Regions from separate parts of the Sus scrofa genome. Here region 1 is linked to region 2. The links are chromatin contacts, called in public Hi-C maps. All regions are on one chromosome and are shown on one strand. Each heading gives the region's core, a stretch centred on a gene start, on an enhancer-like site or on the middle of the called end of the contact. The rest is flanking DNA. Distances are from core to core; before and after follow the strand shown. Region 1 overlaps LOC106504559 (a long non-coding RNA gene). Region 2 overlaps WDR25 (WD repeat-containing protein 25).

Evidence for each region. Hi-C and Micro-C count contacts between places; a contact is called where the count stands out from the background.
Region 1: a contact with region 2 is called in a Hi-C map of fetal skeletal muscle, with 2.8 times the contacts expected there. The contact joins two enhancer-like sites. A contact is called at or near these places in 6 of 47 Hi-C or Micro-C datasets (embryonic fibroblasts, fetal skeletal muscle, heart right ventricle and 3 more) and 1 of 2 datasets of contacts at active chromatin or transcription factors (skeletal muscle).

Annotation. Positions count from the first base shown.
Region 1 is chr7:121,725,761-121,729,937 of Sscrofa11.1, reverse strand. The region is part of intron 6 of LOC106504559 (a long non-coding RNA gene); the gene reads right to left. Among named protein-coding and RNA genes, the nearest start is that of RTL1, 16 kb to the right of the region's middle. Within about 2 kb of position 2,762, at least 12 of the 83 cell types and tissues checked have an H3K27ac peak or open chromatin away from gene starts, as enhancers often do. A contact at or near this core is called in fetal skeletal muscle, where this site is marked.
Region 2 is chr7:121,251,518-121,256,011 of Sscrofa11.1, reverse strand. The region is part of intron 2 of WDR25 (WD repeat-containing protein 25); the gene reads right to left. Among named protein-coding and RNA genes, the nearest start is that of WDR25, 16 kb to the right of the region's middle. Within about 2 kb of position 2,426, at least 20 of the 83 cell types and tissues checked have an H3K27ac peak or open chromatin away from gene starts, as enhancers often do. A contact at or near this core is called in fetal skeletal muscle, where this site is marked.

The DNA.
Region 1 (4,177 bases), core at 1,513-4,012, 470 kb before region 2:
CCCGGCACTCAGCACAGCCTCGCTGAGCAGTGTTCAGCAGCAGGGTGTGGTGGGGAGCCTCGGACGGCCCGGGGTTCCATCCTAGCCTGGCCTCACACCAGCTGGGAGACGGTGAGTATGGGACTTCACCTCTCCCTGCCTCAGTTTCTTGATCCATCAAATGGGATTCTGAGGCTGGTGCTCAGAGCTCCTGCTCTGGTGAAGTCCTAGGTGGAAGGCTCGGCCAGGGCTTGTCCCCTGGAAGATTGGGCTCCATAAATCTCAGCTGACATCAACCCCCCCCCACCTCGATCACTTGATTTACAGTGACTCACTCCCTGTCTCTTTCCCCCACCAGACTGAGCTTCGAGGACAGGAAGCCGATCGGCACTGCTCTGTGTCCAGCCTTCCACTCGGCTCTGGGCCCTGGACGGTAGGTGCCCCGCGTTGGTTGGGAGAATGAGTGCCTGGGAAGATGACTGCACCCCACAGAGTGTGGGGTGCCTGGACTCCACTGGGCTTCTCTTCCCCAGATGCCCCCCACCCCACCCCCTTCACAGCTGGCCCTTCTAAGGGGTGTCTTTCTGCTTTATCCCTGGGTCCCCTTATACTGCCCTGTGTCAGGCAGATCCCTGCTCTGTGAAAGGCAGACGTGGGCTCGCGTGTCAGTTCTGCCGCCTTCTGCATCTACTGTGAGCTCACAGGCCAGGGGCTTCCTCTGGCTGACGTGATTTGTGCGATGAAGCGGGCAGAGGGGTCTCTGCCTGGCAAGGTTCCTGTTTGTATTCGAAGCAGGGTCTCCGAAGGCCAGGCGGTTTTCTTTGGTGCGACACTCGTTACACGCGTGCTGTGCATTCCTCCCAGATTCCCCATCCGCCCCACAAGCGTTGACAGAGTATCTGATGTGTACTGGGCTACTCTTATCTCATTTAGCCTCCCTCTGAGTCGGTGAGGGGGCCCCTCGCATCTCCATCGCACAGAGGGAAAAAAAAAAGAAAAGGAAAAAAAAAAAAAAACGCAGGCTGTGAAAAGTGAAGGGAATTGTGCGGTCTCACAGCTAGAGAGCGGGGAGGGGAGCCTGGGAGCCCCCTGGCCCCTCCACAGGCGCCTGCTGCTGCCTCTGCTGCGGGCTGACCAGGGCCGGCCCAGCCGCTGGCGGCTCCTGCGGAAAAGGCAGGGGGTTTGCATAGAGAGCGTTCTCCCTGGCAACTGGCAAAGGGGCCATAAAAAACCGAGAGGGCTTGGAAGCCGCTTAACAGATAGCTAACAGAGCAGCTGGACCCAGGAGGGGAGACCCGCGCCCTCCCCTGGGCTCTCTGCAGAACAGCAGGGCAAAGGGCTCCGGCCCGGATCCGGGTGTGCAGGGGCAGAGGCGCCCGGGACAGGTGTAGACGGCTGAGATCGGATGGTGACAGGGACCCCAAACCTGATCCCATGGTTGACGGGGGGCTTGCTATTATTCAGCACGGCAAGGAGAGGACTGAGAAGGAACTCGCTGCCTGCAAGGAGCCGAGGACAGAGGGGGCGAGGGGGCTGCGTCGGAGCCGCGGAGGCAGATGCAGCAAGCAGGGAGGGCTCGGCAAAGCACTCGGTGTGCGAGCCCAGAGCGGGCTGCTCAGGGAGAAAGGGAGCTCCCTGTTACAGGAGGCATCTGAGCAGAGAGAGGCAGGCCGGTTCTTGGCCGGGAGGCTGCAGTGCGGCTCCCTGCCCGGGCTGGCAGCCCGCACGTCTAGGCCTCGGAGAAGCTCCTACAGCCGCTAAGTCCCGAGCGGGGCTGGCCGCGGAGGAGGCAGGCTGGGGTCAGAGCAAGGATGCGCGGACTTCCCCCCCGTACCTTGCCCTGAGCCCAAGGCAAAGGCACGGAGATGGCCGGTGGAGCACTTCTGTCACAATGAGGCAGTGAGGGAGAGGAGCAGAGAATGGGGGTGAGTGCGGGGCCAGCGGGGGGAGGTGGGGGGCTGTCCTGCAGCCAACTCCCCATCTCAAGGGCCCGGCCACCTGGAGTGGCCAAGTGCCCGCCCCGGCTCCCAGGCCCAGGGATTCTGGCCTGGGTCCTCTCTGGGGCAACAGGCTGGTGCAGAGGGTGGGGGCAGCCTCCTCAGGCGGAGGGAGGGGGGAACAGAAAGAGGGGGGCGCCTGGTGAGTTGAGGGGCTGGCCGGCTCATGGGAAAAGCAAGGCCCTTTTCTGGAGGCTGGGCCGCAGCCACGATTTGTCCGGCCAATGGACAGTGACTCGGATGCCCTGGGGACTCCCGAAAGCCCCCTTGCCCAGTGACGGGGCCGAGGGGCCTGGGGGTTGATGAATGTGGTCCATGCCAGAGCAGGGCGCTGGCCCTCCGGGCCCATTCATGGGGGCTTGGTTCCCAGCAACTCTGGGTGGACAGGGCCTTTATCATGGGACCCACTAGACGAGGGTCTGGTCTGCAATTTCTAAAGGAGTTTGCTTGTCTTTGTTCCCAGCACAAGCATAGAGCGTGTGTGTGTGTGTGTACACGTGCGTGTGCCTGTGTGTGTGTGTGTGTGTAAGAGAAAGAGAGACAGCGACAGGCTAGCTGAGGGGCCAGCCTGGAGTCCTTGTCTAAAATGACCAGGCTGCCTGGCACTGCCTGGCCTTGCCTGGGGGGAAGGGCTGCACCTCCACCCTCCCGGGAGCAGAGAAAGCGAAGGGACCCGGGGACCGAGGGTCACAGCCCCTTGTCACTGCTGCCTGACTGGCCCGGCCCTGGCAGCCCCATCTGTCCGGCGCTGTCTGTCAGCCTCGGGGTCCCGACAGCTGCTCCAGCCCGCCGTGGGGGGGCAGCATGGTGTCGCAGGTGGAGAGCGCGCGCGGGCTCCCCGCAGACAGACAGACAGACGGGCCCGGACCCCCGGGTTCGAGAGCTGCCAGCAGCCCTGGGAGAAACCGTTTGCTCTCTCGGAGCCGCGGGAGAGTGTGTTGGTATGTTCCGTCGTTGCTGGTGTTTTAATCAATTAAAAGACTGCTTTGAAACTGCCGGTTTGAAAATGTTTGGTAAAGTATTTACAAGTGCGTCACGGCCTCTGCGGCGCGACACTGCGGGCAGGCGGGCGGGCGGGGCGGACGGGGATGCGCACAAGACATCACGCACTTCGAAATTTTCAAATAAGGGCTTCCGGTCCGGGCTCGCGGGAGAGGTTCGAGAGAGAGCTTTCATATGGATTTGCAAAGTCATCTCCCCAGATCTCTAACTGGGCAGAGGCCACAGAGCAGCCCCCGCCCCCGCCCCCCCCCCTCCCCGCAGAGGGCAGGCAGGCTGGAGAAGGGGGCTGCCACCAACCTGTCACCCCAGACCCAAACGGAGCCCGGCTCCCCCGCCGCCGCCGCCGCCCCGAGAAGTGTGTCTGCCCCCGCCCCCTCTTCGGGGTCAATAAACAGAAACTTTAGGAAGGAAGAGCCTTTGTGCCTGGTGGCCCTCGGAAGTGCACTTTTGTGTGAAAGGCAAGTCACGCTCCCCCAGGTAAGGTTGCACCGTGCACAAAACCTCATTTAGGCTGGGTCCGGCCCAGGGAGCAGTTTCTGTGAAATTTAGGAGAAGAAAATGGGTTTAGCCAGAAGTTTTTCCAGGAATGATTAACCTCTGGAGACTGGAACCACTGTTCCTTCCGAGCCCGCCCTTGCCAAAGTCTATAAAATACGAGCCTAAAAAATCTGCCTGAAGAGCAGCCTGACATGTCACACAGACTTCTAAAAATAAATAAATAAACCACTGCCAAAGTTGTTAGGAGAACCCCAGGAAAACCAGCGGGGGCAGCCCCTTGCCTGCCCCGCGCCTCCCCCGCCCCCCACCCCGCGACGGCGCGAAAATGGGGGGGGGAGGTGCTGGCACGGGGGCAAAGGGAGCAGAGCTGCGACTGCCCCCAGCCCCCAGCCAGCCTGTCCCTTTCCTGCTCAGCCGTGTTGTTTCCCCCTGTGGGTCTTTCTGCCTCTGTTCCCACAGGGAGGGCTGAGCACTCGGGGGCCGGATGAGATGGAAGAGGCGGCTGCTTTTGCTGGGTACTGAGTGCCAGCTGCCGCCCAGGGGGATGTCACGGTCCTGGTCCCACCCAGCCCCTCCATACCCCCCCTTGGGGGGGGATATCAGGAAACTGAGGCACAGACATTCTTGGGGACTTGCCTGGGACACAGAGCTCTCCGCCCTGCCGCTGGGTTGTGCTCAAGACGGCCAGTCTCTTGGGGCAC
Region 2 (4,494 bases), core at 1,177-3,676:
GCTGCCACCTATGCGGGTCCTATCTATCCACATCCAGCATATTAAAAATTAAAGCCGAGGACACTTACAATAATTACTCATTATGTAGAAGTAACAAAAAGAAACCCGTTACAGGGTAACACAAAGAACATATTTCCTGTGAAAAATATATTTTCCAAGGCGGAAAAAAAAGAGAAAGCACTGTTGACTTTTTTGCCATCTCTTTAACGGCCAGCTTAATACAAGACAGCTGCATTCTCAGAGCTGCTTCTGTATTTAATCAATTCTAACAGCACATGTCTCATAGCCTCTGGAAAACTCCACGTACACTCATGAGAGAACGAGAGTGAAAAGGCAAGTAACTCCTAGGTGCTATTATGAAAATAATTTTCACCCCCACAGGCCCCCTGAGAGGCTCTCAAGGACCCCTAGGGGTTTGCAGACACACTGAAAACCACCGCAGTAAATTACCGCAGCAGAAAACCACTGCAGTGGATTACGGCGTTAGAAACGGCTGCTGGAGCAGGCAGGGAGAAGGATTTGGAATGACATGGACAGTTGGAACTCAACTATGTCGCTTTTTTTTTTTTTTTAAGAGTGGATGGAAATATACCAAAAAGTCTACCGTCCTTGCCTCTGGATGGAGAAATGACAGACAATTTTTTTCTTTATGCCTTTCTGGTTTTTCCATGGTGTGTGCGTATTTCCTTTTCAGCCACAAGCATTTCTTTTTTGAGGAATGGTTTGGGTGGCCCTGGTATATCCATGCCCCGCGGAATAAGCCGGGTGAGAAGAAGGCCGTCTGAAGTCATTAGTGGCCAGCGTCAGCGCAGGCCAGTGCTACACAGCGTGGCTGCTCCTTCATCTGCCCGTTGATCCCTGGCACCCGGCGCCCATCCATCACGGCCCGCGCGGCCTGCCCGGACCCACGCAACGCCCAACGCCGGGGAGAGGTGACGAGAATTGAAACTGGCTCCAGCTAATCACTGCTAGAGGAAGGTCATGTATAGGCGACTATCAGATCCCAGGGTGGGGAGGACAAGGCCCATAGACTTGACCACACACACACACACACACACACACAAAATGTTAGGTTTCCTCTGCAAAAAGTAAAAGAATGAAATAGCAAAACTCAGAAGCGAACAACACCCAGGGTGGGGGAGTTTGACAGGTCAATACTGTTAGTATGTAAATTGCTGGGATAAGAAAAAAAAACAAAAAAACAAAAAACACCAAGACTACTGGAGATTAATGGACAAGAACCGAGACCCCAAACACTTATTCAGCATTAATGAGGTGCCAGGCTCAGTGCTCAAAGAACTGCACATAAATGAACTCATTTGGTTCTCAAACAAGATGCCACTAGATTAGCAAACGTTTAAAAACGTAATAATTCTGGCGCTGTCGAGGGAAAGAAGACACGATCCCATTTGCACATGAATGATGGTGTGAGCCACGGACGGACGGCTCTGGAGCCGCTAAGAAGAATGAAGTCGATCTGGGCACTGAAAGGAAGAGACGTGCGTGACACACGAGTGAGACCCGCTGGAGGACAGCGTGGGCTGAAGTCTGCATACTAAACAGAGACCCAGCCCGCCGCCCAGCTCAGAGCCAGGATGCGGGCAGCCAGCCGGCGAGCCCACCCCAGGGGGTGGGAGGCCCTGCTGGGAAACTGACCGGGCTAAGAGAAGATAATTAGAGATGCTCACATTTGGGGGTCCTGCAATGAACGCCAGCTCATCTCATCACTCCATGACGACCTCGCTGTGGACAAGCCACACACACACACACACACACACACACTCTCTCTCTCTCTCTCTCTCTCTCTCTCTCTCTCTCTCTCTCTCTCTCAGCCTCTGGTCAGATCAGCTTTGTCAAGTCTCCCTTCTGAATCAGAATGAGCAGGAGAAAATCTCTAACATGAAGCACAGACACCAAAACAAAAAGACAAAAGGAGCAGAAAAGAGAAACATTTCAGAAAACATAGGAAAACTTCCAAAGAACTCGCGAGCTAAGAAAAGACCTTGTACATCTGCAATAAAAAATAAAATACTATAAATATTTTTAAAAGGAATGTTCAGAAAAAAAAAAAAACAGCTCTCAGAATGTAAAAATATGAGAGAACAGAACAGTTTTCTGCATACATGTTATACTTCGGTAGAAAACTTGAAGCATGTGACAGCAGAAATAACAAAATCCCAGGAGGAAAAAAAGGGACTGAAAGATACAGTGGAGGAAATTCCCCAGAAGAATAAAACAGAAAGGCAAAGAGATAGAAAACTCGAGAGAAAAGATAAGGAAATTAGAAGCTCCATCCAGGGACATCCAGATCAGCCAGCTCATCAGAGTCCCCACGTCCAAGCCCTGGGCCTCCTGGGAGGAGGACAGTGAGCGAAGACAGGCCTGCACTGGCTCCAGGGCCCCCGGCAGAGCAGAGCCGCCCGAGCCGGGCCGGGGTCTGAGGCCCGGCTGCTCCTCCTCCCTTTCACTCTGGGCCACGCTATCTTGTGAGGGGGCCTGAGGCTCGCTCTTTTATCTCGCCGTGGAAAGAAACTTCAGGAAGCTTGCCAAAGGCTTTCAGGGAGGCTGGGCTGACCCCACGGACCTCACTCAAGTGCTCTGCCCCCCCCGCCCCGCCCCCCGCGCGTCCTGCTCCACCCCCCAGGCCCTGGGGTCTGCAGCAGACTCCACCCAGCAGAAGCCAGGAGCAGAGGCGAAGAGGGTGGAGTGACTTAGCCCACTCCTTCTTTTAAGGGGTAAAAAGACTAGCGGTGGGGAGGGGACATGGCCACCTCAAAGTTTTTTAACGCTGACTATCAAAATAAAGGCCTCGATGGAGCATAAAAGCAGCGGGCGCCCGTGGGAAAAGAGACGAGAAGGAAGCGCGGCTTGCGGAACACTCGCAGTCGACAGATCCGAGCGGAAGGTCTACGGTGACATCTTTCATTTCTGCCATTTTTTTCCCAAAAAGGAGAAGGACAAAGCCATCATGGGCACTAGACAGGGGCCTTTAAGAGTCTTCTGCATCCAAGTTTTAAAAGCAGCAAGAAATAATTTACTAGACTGTCTCAACCCCTAAGTGTGCCAATTTTGCAATCTGCGTTTTTCAATTACATTAAAAGCATTTTCCCAAATTGCTCTATTCTTCCCTTAATGATGCAGGATGGGCCTGGACGAGACTGGTTCCCCGAGGACAGAGTCCGCGCCTTCACCCGGCCCTGCTTTCTCCCCATCAGCATCTGGCACTGGGGACACTGAACTGTGGAAGTTGAACTGAATGAAGTTTTCAAAAAGGAGAAAACACAGCCTGGGTTCTGCCACACTTTTCCCTTCTGATTCCTCTTCCAGCCCGAGGTTTTTTCCTATAAAGCACAAGCTTACGCGGCCCTTCTGGGAAGCACACCAGAAGTGGGAAATGTCTCGTTTGTTGGCCTCGGGAGCGTCGCAGCTTTCGTGTGGGGGAGAGGAGTGTCAAAACTTCACTGCCCACGAGAAGGTTCCAGCTCCGGCTCTCCCGGCTCTTCCCCAAGGCTCGGCAGCCCTGCTGTGGACCAGCCTGAAGCCCCCGCTCCCCACTCCGTGACAACTCAGGGGACCAGGAACTTTCCCTGGAAGGAGGACTTCCACAGGACGAGAAGGGAGAGGAGCAGATGCGGGCCGAGAGGGAAGACGCCGAGGGCACCCCCCACCTGACCTCGCTGTGTGCTGGCGGGCCAGCGTCTGCCCCTCTCTGGGCCTCTGTCAAGTGCAGATGGGAGCAGATGTTCTCCGCGTGCACGGGCGCACGCGCACCCACACGCCAGCCATTCTCTCCTCACCGTCACCTAATTACCCTCGATGCACTGTTAATCATTCCCTCCCAAATACCAAACGCCCACCACCACCGCCCAGCCTCCTCCCCAGCTGTGCGCCTCTCATTTCCAATAGATCTGCCTCGTGCTTGGAATAAATTGCCCATCATCTGCATAATGCGCAGCGACTCCTCGCTCTCCACATCAAATCATTTCTCAATCTCATTTTGTAAAATCCATCAAGAATAATTCTTTCAAAACTGAAATAAACCCTCACTCTGGCACTTGAATCCATAAATTCCTTGTCTTTGAATCTGAGATATATTACTTTCTACAAAGCACATCTAAGATCCCATAATATAATCAGATACGCTAACAATGATAAATCAACGGGATCCTGTAATACATAAAAATGCAAATCCAAACCACCACGGAAATCACCTCTTCTCCCGATGCCCCTTACAAGGACCACCAGGCTTTGAAGCTGGGCAGTGCTTAGGCACCACCTGGGGGAGAGGACATGCTTTTCCAACCTCTATCCTCCGAAACAGGGGAGCAGGGTTTCCAGTTTTCTCCCCGCTCAGGCTCTGTGGGCTAAACGGCTGGCCGCCTCTACCGTGTACCAGCTGTGTGACCGTGGATGAATCCCATAACTCTCGGAGCCTCGATGTTCTCATCTATAAAATGGGAACAAGATCAGCCCTCGCCTCGTAAGCCTGCTGTG